Regions from separate parts of the Triticum aestivum genome. Here region 1 is linked to region 2. Evidence: chromatin contacts called from public Hi-C data. All regions are on one chromosome and are shown on one strand. The core of a region is the stretch at or near the end of the contact, and the rest is flanking DNA. Distances in the headings are between cores, read along the strand shown.

Region 1 (7,259 bases), core at 1,513-4,012, 390 kb before region 2:
CTAGTAGGTCGCTATCCTACTACTAAGTACTAACCAGTAACACGGTCCATTGGGCTCCTCATATAACCTTTTTTTTACCTTCTGGTACACAGATTGGATTATAGGCCTGAAGACAGGCTCATGGGTACCTATTCAACTTGCAGCCCAAATTCACATCAATTTTTCTCACAGAATTCTGAAAGGAGAAACATCACAAACACAGTAGAAAAGGAGCTTATTTCGAGAAGACCATCATTTTCAAGAATTAGAAAAGTGGTATTTCTAGGAAAACGTACATCATCCTTTTTCCGATTATATTGTATACATAGTCTATACTAATCTTTCGCGCTGCGTGTTGTCATTTTTCATTTGCAATGATTTTCTTTCACTAAAGAAGTAATGACCGGATTCTGCAAAAAAACAAGGGCTTTGCCTATGTTCTAAACACAAGACACGACAGCGGCATATATGTACTGCAAAAGTAGACGACATGCTTGAATTCGACTGGACCTTACAAGAAATGCTAGGTACAGGCAAGTGCATGAGCTCCTGCGTTGTCATGTTTGCCAGCCTGCCTGGGCGTGGTATAGCATACTAGTACCTTGCAAGTACAAAGTACCTCAAGCCACACTCCGGTGCTCTTTGGTTTGAAGTCAATAAACATTTTGTGTTCGTAAAATAAATAAAAATGAGAGGTGGCACGAAGCAAGTCGGCCCTGACGTTTTTTACAAGTAAAGTTGTCTTTCAAAAAAGAAAAACAAACCCAAAAAAAACTGAAACTTGCTATCCGAAAAAAAAGTTATCATGCTTGACAACTAAAGTTGGCATCCTCGCGTCACTAAATTTGCCATAAAAACATTCAGAGTTGATATGTGTTCATGCCACACATGTGGCACTTATCATGGTCCAATAAAAATATCTCGCCAAGCTTGGGCATGAGTAAGTCTGATTCCTAGCAGCAGCACGTATGAGAACAACACCTATCAAAAATTAAATATAAGCACGGTTGCAAGTTGCAAGTTAGTACAACTCATGATAACCTGTACACTGCTTACTACTTCATCTTGTTTATTATCCATCCCGTTTAGTTTTTCCTGGTGGCTTTTCCCCTGTCCTGCATTGAATTCGGAATGCATCCCCTTTTCAGTTTTGTCAATACTGTTTGAAAACAAAAAAGTAGTGCCAATCTAGATCTGGAGACAGCTGCACATGAGTACTTGGACCAGTTTGCGTACCATACTTCCCAACTCAGGCATACATACATGCTGCTTACTTCAGCTTTGGATCTTGTGGCTTTCTTCTTCCCTGCCCGCCCAAAAGATCTTCTCATCTTACTCTTATCATCTTTCAGATCGTTGTTGTTACATTTTAAAACACGCCCATGTGTTCCACAAATAATGAAAGATTTGGCAACCCAGGTGAAATAATCGATGTTTATATTTCCTTTCTTCAAAGTGGCGTTGAAAAGATAAAGTCTTGATGTGACTAGCAGCTTTGTTTCTGAGCTTTCATACGACTAAATTAGGTTATGATCATGGCATGTGTCTACTTAACTAATCTGCTCCTAAACCGAGTGGCGTCGTGAATCATTTCTCTATTGACTTGGCGGATCAAGATCTCCATTCCTTTTGCTTTCAGTAAGATGTTGGTTTCATCTTTTTATCATATTGTTTCCTTGGCAGTGATAAATCAAACGGGTTGGGCTGGCAACAAGAACAAGAGCATGCATGCAGCAATGCTGGATCCAGATGCAAATGCGCCCATGTATGATGTATATCTATACATCCATGCGATGCAAAAGTTGTACTCCATGTGTGTGTACGGTTGGAAAGTTGGAATAGGACCAATTAGAGCAGCTAGCGAGGCCCAGCATCATGGAAGGAACACACCTTTCCAGTTGAAAGAAGGGCGAAGGATGCGATGGCAGCGATGAAAAAGGGAAAGAGCAAGATCATGGACCGATCGAGTTCTTGATAGGCTTCTCCGTCGACTGAGATCAAATCATCGAGTACATGCATGATGCATCCACGTGTCGTGACCCCGGTGGAGGCCCGGGAGATGATGCATCATGCATGGGATGGGGAGCCGATCAGCACACATGCAGTGCAGTGCAGGAGATAGTGATCAAGCTACCCTTTCATTTCTTGTACCGGAACGAGCACAAATGCCATGAAACAAACACCCCTTTTCCTACATGGTTTTGTTCAAGTGGCAAGTTGCAAGTTGCAAGCAACGGAGGATATGCAGGTGGATCCGTATGGGGAGGCAGGAGGAGGATGAGGCCCTGGCAGTGTCAGTGTGGACTGTGGACCAGGAAAAAACACGCATGCAGGCAGCTCCTGCTGCATGCATGCATGCCGCAGCTGGCAAGATGGACCAAAAATTCAGACCGGCCGGGCTGTGGTCTGTGGAGGCCTACAACTACAAGAGCGCGCGTACGCGCGTAGTACGTGCACGCTACGTCCATCCAAATCCAAAACACCTCCAGCTGCTACCTGCATGCACCGCGCTACGCTACGTGCCAGACCAGACCTCCATGATTGATCAGATCTCTCCCGCCTGACAAGTTAGGCATGCATCGACCTCTGACCAATGCAAACAAAGATGTACGCGTCGATCTTTATCTCGACGGCCGCATGCATGCATTGATGCATGCAGATACAGTGAGATGGACCAATGCAAACAAAGATATCATACACATCGATCTCGGTATTACGGCCGCATGCATGCATGCTGCGGGGCTCACCAATCAGGATGATTCCTGCCCTCGTGTCTCCTCGTCCAGGTCACACTGACCAATAAGTAGGCCGGGACAAGGCTAGTGTTGGTGCCCGTGTGTATACATGGACTGTGCAGGACTGTTGGTTGGACTTGTGTATATATACTTACAAATATACTTCTACATCAGAGAGAGAGAGAGAGAGAGAGAGAGAGAGCGCAAACTCAACTGGCACAGCCATGGCATGCCCTACCCATGCATGCACAGATCGATATGGACCAAGCAATGGCCGGATAGCATGTGCGCACCGAAAACCTGAAAACTACCCGTGCATGCCCCGCCCACAGCCCACTGGATCGACAACGCAACAGTGCAACACAGATCACCAGCGCCTGATAAGCCCATGCTCGATTAATGCCGGCATAAGTTAGGCTTAAGACCTTTCTGCGCGCGCTTCCTCGCGTGTACGAAACCTTTACTAACAAAATGTAAGAAACCATGCACATGAGCGAGAGAGATCATGATGGTGCAACAGCAACACTGGTGCTGCCACCGCATGTCAGCTGGAGCAGGACCTCATATTGTCCCTCTCCTTCGGTCCTCCTCCTCCTATCTATCGATCTACTAGTAACTTTTTTTTTCTTTTTTGTTGAGAATCCTCGATCAAGTAACTTGGCATGGCCTTGGATTTTTATTTATTTTGAGGGATTGCATGGCCTTGGATATGAGAGGACAGAGGGAGACAGTGCTAAATTCTTTCCCCACCCTACTATAAAAACTCCAGAGAGAAGGGGCCCAGAAAATATTGCCCAACATATAATGTAGTAACGCCCAGACGGCCCAGACCAAAGTTATTCTCGCCGACACGCGTGGCCCGCGGCTGTCGATCCCTGCGGCGCCGGCGAAGGGGACGTGACATGAATTTTACTACAGTAAATGTATATTTTACTTTCTTTTTGGAGATCTGCAAATGCATTATTTACTGCGGTCCAGGGTGGGACTCTCTTTGTGGTTCGGGCCCTGTCTGACGTCGCGGGAGGCCCCTACTGCGCTCTGCAGCCTGGGCCCGCTCGTTACACAAGTTTAGTTGGGCCTGCTTAAACGGGCCCCTGTGGCATCTCAGAGTCAGGAGCGAGAGGTCACTCACATGCCTCTTCGGATGGGCCCGTCCCGGGGACAGGGAGCTGGGTTGCCCATGCCATTGCCATCCACACGCAGCGAAGGAACTCTGTGTTTTTTTCTCAAGGATGCGTCAAAAGCTTGACGCATCAGAAGGAACTCTGTGTTTTCACTGCTTCATACCCATGCATGGCATGACACGTGGCCCATAGTTGCACCAAATAACTTATGCACGTGTCTCCCTAACTCTCATTGTTAGTTCATGCACGGTAGTGTCCGATGAAAAGAAAGCGCGCCCACATCTTACGGCACATGCGGAAAATCACGCCATTTTAGGCACGTTCATGTCATATTGGTCTACATGACCAGACCAGTCGATGAACTAGTACGTGTTACTCCAGCTAGGGATGGAGGATCATTCAAGAATACTGAGTGCAACGTGAGTTTTCGGAAATGACACTGGCGTACTGATGCCGTCACCCCTTGGTGCGGAGATGCTAGGAGCATATGCGCCATCGACACGTTGCATTGTACCGACTGCTACGCCAGATCAAGATGCGCCAACCGGCCGTGTACGTGCGGATGCTACGTGCTGGAACGAGCGGACGGACACCGAGTGATGGGATGCAAGTGCAACGTGGGTTTGTGTGCCACGCTGCACGAAACTCCACTACTCGGACCAGTCGTCCGTTTGCTCCCAGCCGGGGTCCTGAGCTGCGCTGCTGGCGCACGTACCACCTAACCCAGCAGGCCCTGCATGCTGGAACTCGAGGCTTGCTTTAATACGCCCACCCAGTCGGCACACTGGTCGCTACTACAGTCGCAGATGCGTATTGAGAATCCTATGTCGAGCTGGGATCTGGGGGTGTTCTCTGGCTGCAAATTTTTCCTTTCATTTTCGCGAGAAACGAATTAAGCCAAACTTGTTATACTGTATATATGTAGTCTTATATAGGCCTTGTATTGTACTTCTTAATACATCTATATAATGAGATAGCCACATCCCGTTTTAGGATGTCGAGCCAGTTTCCCAAACCCTATGTTTTACATGGTATCAATTTAGTTTACGATGTCTTCCGCTGCACCACCTCCCGCCGCCGCCACGCCGATCTCGACCGCCGCCGCCGCGCCGGCCCTCGCCCCGATGTCGCCCTTCATGGCCTCCCTCCCCCTCGCGACGACGTACGGTGCCGTGCCGCCGCCGCCGCCCACTTCCCCGCGGGCTTCGGGGTCTCCGGACGCTCCAATCGTCCCGACCGAGCCCGCGGCGCTGCCGGCCCCCGGCGGCCCTCCTCCGCCGAGTCCGCACCCGTGGTGCGGTGCTCCCGTGCCATCGTATGGTGCGCCCCCGCCGCCGTTTATTTCTCGCACCTGCTGCCGATGAAGCTCGCGCCGGACAACTACCTGTCATGGCGTGCTCAGGTCTTGCCTCTACTCCGCAGCCGCTACTTGGAGGGCTACGTCGACGGATCCATCCCGTGTCCACCCTCTCACCATCCGGCATATCACACGTGGGTGGCGCAGGATCAGGTTATTCTCTCTGCTATCCAGTCTTCGCTCACGCCGAGTGTTTCGTCGATGGTCATCTTCGCCGCTACGTCCAGGGAGGCGTGGGCGGCCCTCCACACTAGTTTCGCCTCTCAGTCTCAGGCGCGTGCGCACACTATACGCACCGAGCTGGGTGAGACCAAGCTTGGTGATCTCAGCATCACGGAGTACTTCAACAAGATGACGAGCCTCGCCGACACCTTGGCCTCTGTTGGTCATCCGCTTCAGGACGAGGACTTCACCACTTTTGTGCTTAACGGGCTTGATGATGATTATGACAATCTCATTGAGAACGTCCATGGTCGAGAGGATACGCTCCCGCGTCGTGAGCTCTATGCGCGCCTCCTTGGGCGTGAGCAGCGCATCAAGGCGCGGCGCGCCGTGTTCCCCCCAGCTTCGCCTCCGCCAACGCCGCCACACGCGGCAAACCTCAGAAGCCGGCCGCATCAGGTGGCAAACCACCGGCTTCCTCGTCGCAGGCCTCGCAGGGCAACGCGCCGACCATCACTGGAGGGAGTCGCCCAGTTGCTTGTTGTTCTAGTTGCGGTGCTTCTCAGGCTTATCAGCTTTGTGGCATTGATCGTCACCTCGCCTCTCGCTGCCACAGACGCTACAAGCAAGACTTCCTTGGCCTTGGTAACAATGGAAAAGGGAATGATAAGCAGGCTGCAGCTGCTGTGACGGGGCACGAGCACGGGCGCACCCAGTCCTACTCTCTTAATCCGACGTGGTATATGGATACAGGAGCGACGAATCATCTCACCAGTGAGATGGGCAGGCTCTCCACTCAGGAACCATATCGTGGACATGATCAGGTGCACACTGCCAACGGAGCAGGTATGTGCATCTCCCATGTGGGTTAGGCATCACTTTTTGCACACAATTTTCGCAAACTGCATCTTTCCAATGTCCTTGGAGTTCCCTCTGCTACGCGTAGTTTGTTGTCAATTCCTCAACTTACTCGTGATAACAATGTCCTTGCTGAGTTTCACCCTTTTCGTCTCTTTATCAAGGATCGGGACACGAGGGCCGTTCTGCTTAGTGGTCTTCGCCATGGCTTATATGCACTTGACGCACCACCCGCATCTCCTAAGTCGTCTTCTCCTCAGGTGTTCAGTGGTGTTCGTGTGTCGCCTACGCACTGGCATGCGCACCTTGGTCACCCTGATGCCCCTATAGTTAGACATGCGCTGCATCGCCATGAACTACCAGTTGTATCCAATAAAAACGCTGAAACTATCTGTGATGCCTGTCAGCAGGGCAAGAGTCATCAACTACCTTTTTCATAGTCTAGTCGTGTTGTGAAACATCCTCTTGAACTTGTGTTTTCTGATGTATGGGGTTATGCCCAAACGTCTGTTAGTGGTCACAACTATTATGTCAGTTTCATTGATGCTTACAGTCGGTTTACTTGGCTATATCTTATCAAGCGTAAATCTGACGTGTTTGATATTTTTATTCAGTTCCAAGCACATGTTGAGCGTCTTCTTAAGCACAAAATTATTCATGTTCAATCCGACTGGGGGGGTGAATATCACAACCTCAACTCGTTTTTCAACAAGCTTGGGATCTCGCATCGCGTATCTTGTCCTCATACACATCAGCAAAACGGCATCGCTGAACGTAAGCATCGTCATCTTGTAGAGACTGGACTTATTTTACTAGCTCATGCCTCCGTCCCGTTTTGGTTCTGGAGTGATACTTTTTCCACCGCCTGTTTCTTGATAAATAGGCTTCCCTCACGACTACTGAAAATGAAAACCCCTCTTGAACTCTTGCTCAATGATATCCCAGACTACACGTTTCTCAAAGTGTTTGGGTGCACGTGTTGGCCGCACTTGCGGCCGTACAACAAGCGTAAGTTAGAGTTTCGGTCTAAGAAGTGTGTCTTTC
Region 2 (7,095 bases), core at 907-3,406:
GTCCTTCCTTTCTTCTCATCATTACCATCTGCATCTTCAACTTCATCATTGATCAAATCATCATCACCATCCTCCAGGTCATAATCACTGTCAACCAGCTCCGGGTCATAATCCGAATCATCTGAATATGATTCACTACTTAATTCCCCCTCCCCCTCTACTATTCCTCTTCTTGTGTTCCTGCTTGATCCTTGTACATTGCTCTCACATGCATACATCATGTCAGAAGTGTTTTCCTGAACGACAACAATGCTTTGCTCTAAAGTACTGTCAGTTGCTCTTCATTGGACTAATCACGGGAGGACGATGTGCACATGGATTGGATACGACATCATCCCATCCTCCTCCACCATAAGAGCCATCATGATCTTGATAGAACATAAGGTATTTGTGCCCCTCCCTAACAAAATTCCTGATGCAGTTCATATCGTTGTCCCTAGATATTAATTTCAGTCCATCTCCATTTATTTGCATTCCAGGCAGCGATATCAATATGTCTATTCTGTATGCAGTCTCATAACCCAGTATCTACATTAATTCATACAACATATAAATGCAGGTGACACTGGCATCATAGTAGTCATAGCAGACCTTACGACCATTCATACAAGACCTATTGTATCCAGTGCCAATGAAAACGCCTCCATGGATAAACTCAATGGTGTAGAAATCAGTGCCTTCTTCTGTAAAATGAAAAGGAAACCACCAATTTTAGCATCCAACAAAGAACCCTAAGAATCTGCCTACACCCTAACTAAAATTATGCTGAAAGTACCTAAATTGTACTATAACATATCCGGCCAAAACGATCGACATGGTCATAATACAACTAGCACTTACGAAGCAAATGCTAGAGAATATGAGGGGTGGTTGAATCTTACCGTACGTGGGCACAGGGACGCCGCTGTGTCGTTCTATAGGCGACATCAACGCCTTTCACAGCGACAGACGACGGTCTCGTCGCCCTCGCAAAATCCCTCGGAACGACCGACTCTCGTATGTGCGATCATGTTGATCACCAACCACGGCCGCCAGCCATGGTCGTCATTGAGGAATAACAGAGAGAGAGGCGAAAAGGGTGAAGGGCTCGAACTGGAAACAATACGCAATCAGCGGGCCGGTTGCACAATTTCGCAGCGAAGCGTTCTGGCTGGACCCGCTCGAAGGATGACGTGGCACCCATCTCAGCGCCCAGCGTATGCAGAAACGTACACAGGACTGTATATGTAGCTTAATAGCAAGTATGAGGACTGTTTTGGAGCGATTCACAAGTTCCAGGACTGTTTTGGAGCAGGCCGACGAGTTCCAGGACCGTGCATGTAATTTACCCATGAAACTCATGGAGCATTCGTCCAATGTGCCCCACGATGGACCATAATCGTCCACCCCAACACAGAACTTGTCCTTCCATTGTCATTAGCGTTACGTAATCGAACAAAACAACATGGGGATGTAGCTCAGATGGTAGAGCGCTCGCTTAGCATGCGAGAGGTATGGGGATCGATACCCCACTTCTCCAAAATTTTGTTTTTCCTTTCTTTGCAGATCCGAAAATACTGTGACAAAAACACTATCTTGACTTTACTTTCTTTTTGTTGAGAGAGATCTTGACTTCACTTTTGCAAACTCCAAATCTCACAAACAAAAAGCATATACGCGTTTGTGCTGCGAACATACACAAAAGCGGTGCAAAAATCACTGGCCAAGAGCGGAATGTGACCATTTATGATTTTATCAGAATATCCTTCGTCTACGCCGTAAAGGGGATGTAGCTCAGATGGTAGAGCGCTCGCTTAGCATGCGAGAGGTACGGGGATTGATACCCCGCATCTCCATTAGCTTTTTGTAAACTAACTCAACTTTCAGATTTTTCAGATAACAGATAAGCCACTGTGTGTTTGCTGTTGGCCGGTAGCACAAACAGCCGATCTGTACTTCCATCCAAACGCATTTTTCTTGCCGCGGTTGCTATCATCCAGAAGCTTAGCTAGCAGAAAGAGAGCAGGCAGGTGCGGGGTGGTCTGAATTTGCCGCTCCTTTTTTCTTATATTACTTTTTTTTAAACAATATATTACTTTTTTTAGGCAACAATCTTATATTACTACCAATGAAGGATCATCGCGCTCCCCTTATAAGTCACTCACAATGGGCATGAGGTAACCCGCTGCGGTGAACGCAGAGCCGGGTCTCTGCCGATGGGCCTCCCCGCTCGACTCATCCGCGGCTGGTGCGGCTTGGCAGTCCTTTGCCTGCGCCTGTGCGCAACATCCTGCAACCCAGGTAAGGTACGGTGGACGCACACACATAGCAATGCTAACGCTTCCGATGTCGACTGACGTGGACTCTTATTCTCCGCATGCGTGCGCGACAGACGTTGCGCCGATAGAGCCTCTGCCCTCGAGGTCACTGCAGTGCTTTGAGGACGGCCAGGTATGCAGTTCCCAAGGCATTTTTGGTTCCCAAGTCTGCCTTGGGTTCTTGGACCGACGGTGTGGGTGGGTCTTACCTTGGTCCTCTCCTGGTGGGCAGGTGTACGGGTGCTGCGAGGGCGCGCTCCGGCTGGACGCGTCGGGGGTGATCGGCGTGCCGCTGGGGGCGGTGGACTACTACTGCGGCGGGGCGTGCGTGGTGGAGACGGAGGACGTGCTCAACTGCGTGGCCAGCGCGCTGGACGGCTTCAGCTTCCGCAACGGCGCCTCCGTGGAGGGCGCGCGCTACGCCCTCAGGAGGGGGTGCAGCCACACCATCAAGAGAGGGGACTTCAACGCTTTGGAGCCACCCACGGGCAACTACCCGGACATCTACGGTGACTACCGCGGCCATGGCTGCAGGGCTACTACGCCTCCTCGCAGCAGCATCAACTTGCTCGCGTTTCTAGGTGCCGCCTGGCTGCTGCTCATTCAGGGTCGCTGAAGATGATAATACTCCCTCCATACCACAATGCAGTGCTTCATCTATTCACGTGTTTCAATTTTGATCGTAAATTTAACTATCAAGACCAATTGCGGCGGGAGCAAAAATTGTATCAATAAATTCGTATTCAAAAGAAGTTTTTAATTATATAATTTTTTCTTCCGCCGCAATTAGTCTCGTTGGTTAAATTTATGATCAAAATTAGACATCGGAAAGCACCGGCGCACTATATTTTGAAAGGAGAGAGTAGTTGGCAGTTCACTCCTCACAGAACAGTAGAGTAGCAGCAGTTTCTTTTTGGCTCTAGCGTCACGAGCAGATGCTGTCTCATGCACTACACTTTTTGGTAAAACGATCAATTCTTAAGTCTCTAGCACAACTTACGAAACCTTTAGTTACACAAACAATGCAGCAATCAGGCAAACAAATGTGTACAAATTTGTTTTGTGTTGTAAGCCTTTTAGGCTAAGAGCAACTCTAAAGGGCCGACATATTCCGTCCGTCTGCGTCCGTTTAGGTCGGCGCGGACAAAAGTGACGGCCCAACGCACCGACCCAAATCCAAATCACGTTCGCGTCGCGTCCGCGTCGACGCATTTGCGGCCTAAATTTGCGCCTTAAATGCGTCGGCGCGGACGCCGAACGGACGCTTCGCGCGCCTTCTCGCTATCCGCCGTGTCCCCATATGGCAGCCGTCCAATTACCCGCTGCCCACGCGGTCAGCTTAATTTATGACGACGGGCCCACGCGTCAGCGATGACGCTTGTCTTTTTTTAAGCCGACCGTGCGGCGGAGCCGTCCTCATCCAAACTCGCCGTCCCCATCTGCCCACCTTCTCCCTCGTCGCCGGCAAACCCTAGCCACCACAACCACAGTGACGATGGGCCTCTTCTACGGCGCCAGCGGCAGCAAGGCCGAGGGCAAGTCCCCCGCCACCCCTTTCCCCTCCGAGTTCCTCCCACCCCCGCCGGCGCCTCGCCGGCAGAGGCAGCGCGTTAGCGTGCCAGTGCACCAGGCGGAGTGGCACTGGCAGAACCGCCAGCCTCTGCCGTATCCGGACGAGACGCTGCCGCACGACTGGCATCTGGATCCAGATAGGATCCCAGTGCCGGCGGCGCCGCGGTCGGCTCGTGCTCACGCGGAGGAGGTGCGGCGCCAGCGGGCGCTGCTAACGCCGGAGCAGCGCCTCGACAATGCCTACGCAACCGACTCGCCCAACTGGGCAAGGTGGTTCGCCTTCGAGCACGAGGAGGCGAGGCGACGGGGCGTGCGCGAGGTCGACCGGAGGCCAACGCCACTGGTCGTCCGCGAGGAGGACCAGGCAGCGGAGGACGCCTACCAGGCGGCCCTTGCGGCCGTCTACCGGGAGAGCGAGGAGGACGAGCGGCGCAGAGCGGAGGGCGGAGGAGGAGGCCTGCTACGAGGCGGCAATGGCGCGGGCCCTTGCCCTCTCCGCGGCGGGCGACAGCGTGGTGCCGCCGTTGGCCCCGCCGTCCCCATCAAGCTGGAGCCGCAGCCGAAGCCCGAGCCCGAGCCCATCACGCGCTTCTTCTGGAATGGAGTGGTGCGCGAGTGGGTGTCCGCGCCACCGGTTTGGCTGGAAGCGACGCCGGCGCAGGAACAGGCCTACCTCGAGATGTGGCGCCAGCGCCGGCTGGCAGAGGAGCGCCGTCAAGGCGAGTACGAGGAGATGCTCGAGTGTGACCTCGAGGAAGAGGCGCGCGAGGCCGAGCAGGAGGCGCGACAGGCCGCGGCTGCACAGCCCCCTACCCCAGCACTGCCTGCGCCGGCACAGCCCGACATAACGCCTAGGGCAGCGCGCCGCCTCGTAGTTTAGGCTGTTTTTATTTTTTTTAATGCAAATGTGGACACGTGGACTCTCACCGGCTTCGTGGCTGGCTTTAATGTTTAATTAATGTTATTTCTTCCTTTTTAAATATGCATGCATTCATTTTTTTTAGCACCATCAAAACAGGTCTCAGGCCAGCGTTGGGCGTAGGCGCCGACCCAAATGCGGAAGCAGGCATCCGTGTCCGTTTGGCCGACCCAAACAGACAAAAAGCGGACGAAATCGCCGTCCGTTTGGGTCAAATATAAAGGGTTGCTTTTTCACGCCTTTATATTATATAATCAAGGGAAAAAGAAATTTCTCTCCAAGCAAACGGGTGGGACTCGGTTGCTTTATAACTCGGGACTAATATTTGCCATTCCATCAAAAAAAGTTGTCAGTTCAAAAAGAAAAAGGAAAGGTGCAATTCATGCTGGAAGAAATTAAAAATGAACTCCTCATGTCAACTTTCCATGATCATCTTCAAGGCTTCAACGAGAATCTTGATGAATAAGTTGCGACTTTGCTTTAAATTTCTACCATCAAACAGAGTTTCCTGGCAACTACAAACTGGGACGCATCAGAGATCCACTATCTTCACAAGCTTTGTATAGATAACACGATTATCCCTTGCCGAATTGCTCTCATCAAGCGCGGCCTCCACCAAGTCCTGCCGAGGGAAAACGTGTCACTGTTAGATGCAAACTAAATGCCAGAAACACTAATGCATTGATACGATATCAACCCATACATAATTAAAACGATCAGAATTGAGAAGGATACAAAAAATAATTGGTACAAATAAAGACCATAGAAGGTAAGCAAGAGGTTCAGATATCTAACCTCCACGTCCCTATTAGACAAGAACTTCCCCAGGTTGTGAACAATGCACCTTAGATCTTCTGCCTGCAGTTGTGAATATACATAATGCAACATAAGAACAATAGCCACAAAAATAGAGTGCAAGTAATAGCAGAGTCAGTGCTTAAAGAAAAAGCCATCATGGTTTCAAAAGAAAGGCATTATTAGTATGTTACCTTGATATAGCCCACTCTGCTCTTGTCAAAGTAGCGAAAAGCCTACAAGATAAGGGGGGAAACTGCACACATTAGCGACATCTTAACATTTTATGGCAACTCTTAGTCTCTTGCAACAGAAAATTTACCTGCAACAGGTCCTTATCAACTACTTCATGTTTTGCTGAATCTCCTTTCGGTGATACAGCTGCCTTATCGCCAACTTCTACCAAACCTCCTTTCTCTGCTATAGTAACAGGCTTTTCATCTATACAGGCAACATTTTCTAATTCGATCTCCTTCCCTGCTTTCTGGTTCAGTTTATCTTCTTTTGTTACTTCTTCTAATTTGACCTCTCTACTGTTCAAATTACCATCCTGCAGCACGTACACAGGCAAACGCATAATTAATCTCCTGGCACAGATAAAACAATCAGGTACACTGAAACATGAGGGAACAGTAGGATTTTATAGGTGTACTTTCAAGATAAAAGATTATAAACCAGCTTTCTTTTACATGAAATTTGAACTATAATTCAATGACCAGTGTACAAAACCCACTGTAGAAAACAGCTCTCTTCTACATGAAATTTTACTATCATCCAATGACCATGTCAGGTGTAGAGGCCACTGCGCAAATTTTTGTAAGCTCTGACAAGTATAGGAGCCTTGCGAGGTTAGCTTGAGCACTGAGACGACCAAGTTTCTGCATTAGTTCAGGATGAAACTGACAAAACATAATAGCAAAACCTGGTCTCATCCAAAACTATCAACTTAAGATGTGGAAAGCTGATGTAGATTCCATATTATGGAAACAATTAATTAAGCACAAGCAAAAATTCCACAATAACATTAGCCTGCAACAAACACCTCTACTGCTATGAAGAAAGGGGATTCCAAAAGAAACACAAGATAAATAAATGGCATGTCTGATTGTCAATCAACTATAACTATTGTGTGCAAAACATGTTTACCTGTTGCTCAGCAGTATCACCATCCATGTCCTCATCGTCTTCATATATTTCTACCTCCTCAGGATCTTCTTCATAGTCAGGATCTTCATCCTCCATCTTCTCTGCTGCTACAGGTTCATCACGAGTAGCTGGTAAAGGTATCTGATCTATGCTCATCTTTTTCTTATCATCTTCCGTTATTTTATCGTTTTTTGGAGCACTGATATTATTAGGGGTACTTTCAATGTGAGCACCTTCAGTTGTCTTTGATCTCTTTTCTGATGATTTTGTGCCTTCCTTCGTTAGATCATCCTCTCTTGTGCGCTTACGTCGGTTCTTCTTTGTAACATAGTGCTTGTGTAGTTTCTGTGAAACAAGTAAATATCA

The links. Hi-C and Micro-C count contacts between places; a contact is called where the count stands out from the background.
Region 1: a Hi-C map of leaf shows a contact between it and region 2, with 5 times the contacts expected there. The contact joins the enhancer-like site here to the promoter of LOC123081879 in region 2. A contact is called at or near these places in 2 of 5 Hi-C or Micro-C datasets (both in leaf).

What each region holds. Positions count from the first base shown.
Region 1 is chr4A:146,693,629-146,700,887 of IWGSC CS RefSeq v2.1, reverse strand. No RefSeq gene overlaps it. Among protein-coding and RNA genes, the nearest start is that of LOC123085653, 69 kb to the left of the region's middle. Within about 2 kb of position 2,762, at least 6 of the 8 cell types and tissues checked have an H3K27ac peak or open chromatin away from gene starts, as enhancers often do. A contact at or near this core is called in leaf, where this site is marked.
Region 2 is chr4A:146,302,047-146,309,141 of IWGSC CS RefSeq v2.1, reverse strand. It overlaps LOC123081879, which reads left to right and starts at 2,156. Exons shown (of 3, transcript XM_044504391.1): 1 at 2,156-2,280; 2 at 2,372-2,430; 3 at 2,530-3,295. The coding sequence starts at 2,196. The coding sequence ends at 2,913. TRNAA-AGC (transfer RNA alanine (anticodon AGC)) reads left to right here and starts at 1,763; the gene lies at 1,763-1,835. It overlaps TRNAA-AGC (transfer RNA alanine (anticodon AGC)), which reads left to right and starts at 1,447; the gene lies at 1,447-1,519. LOC123085650 (protein SHORT ROOT IN SALT MEDIUM 1) reads right to left here. Exons shown (of 21, transcript XM_044507319.1): 17 at 6,730-7,074; 18 at 5,906-6,133; 19 at 5,778-5,819; 20 at 5,584-5,646; 21 at 5,089-5,410. The coding sequence ends at 5,321.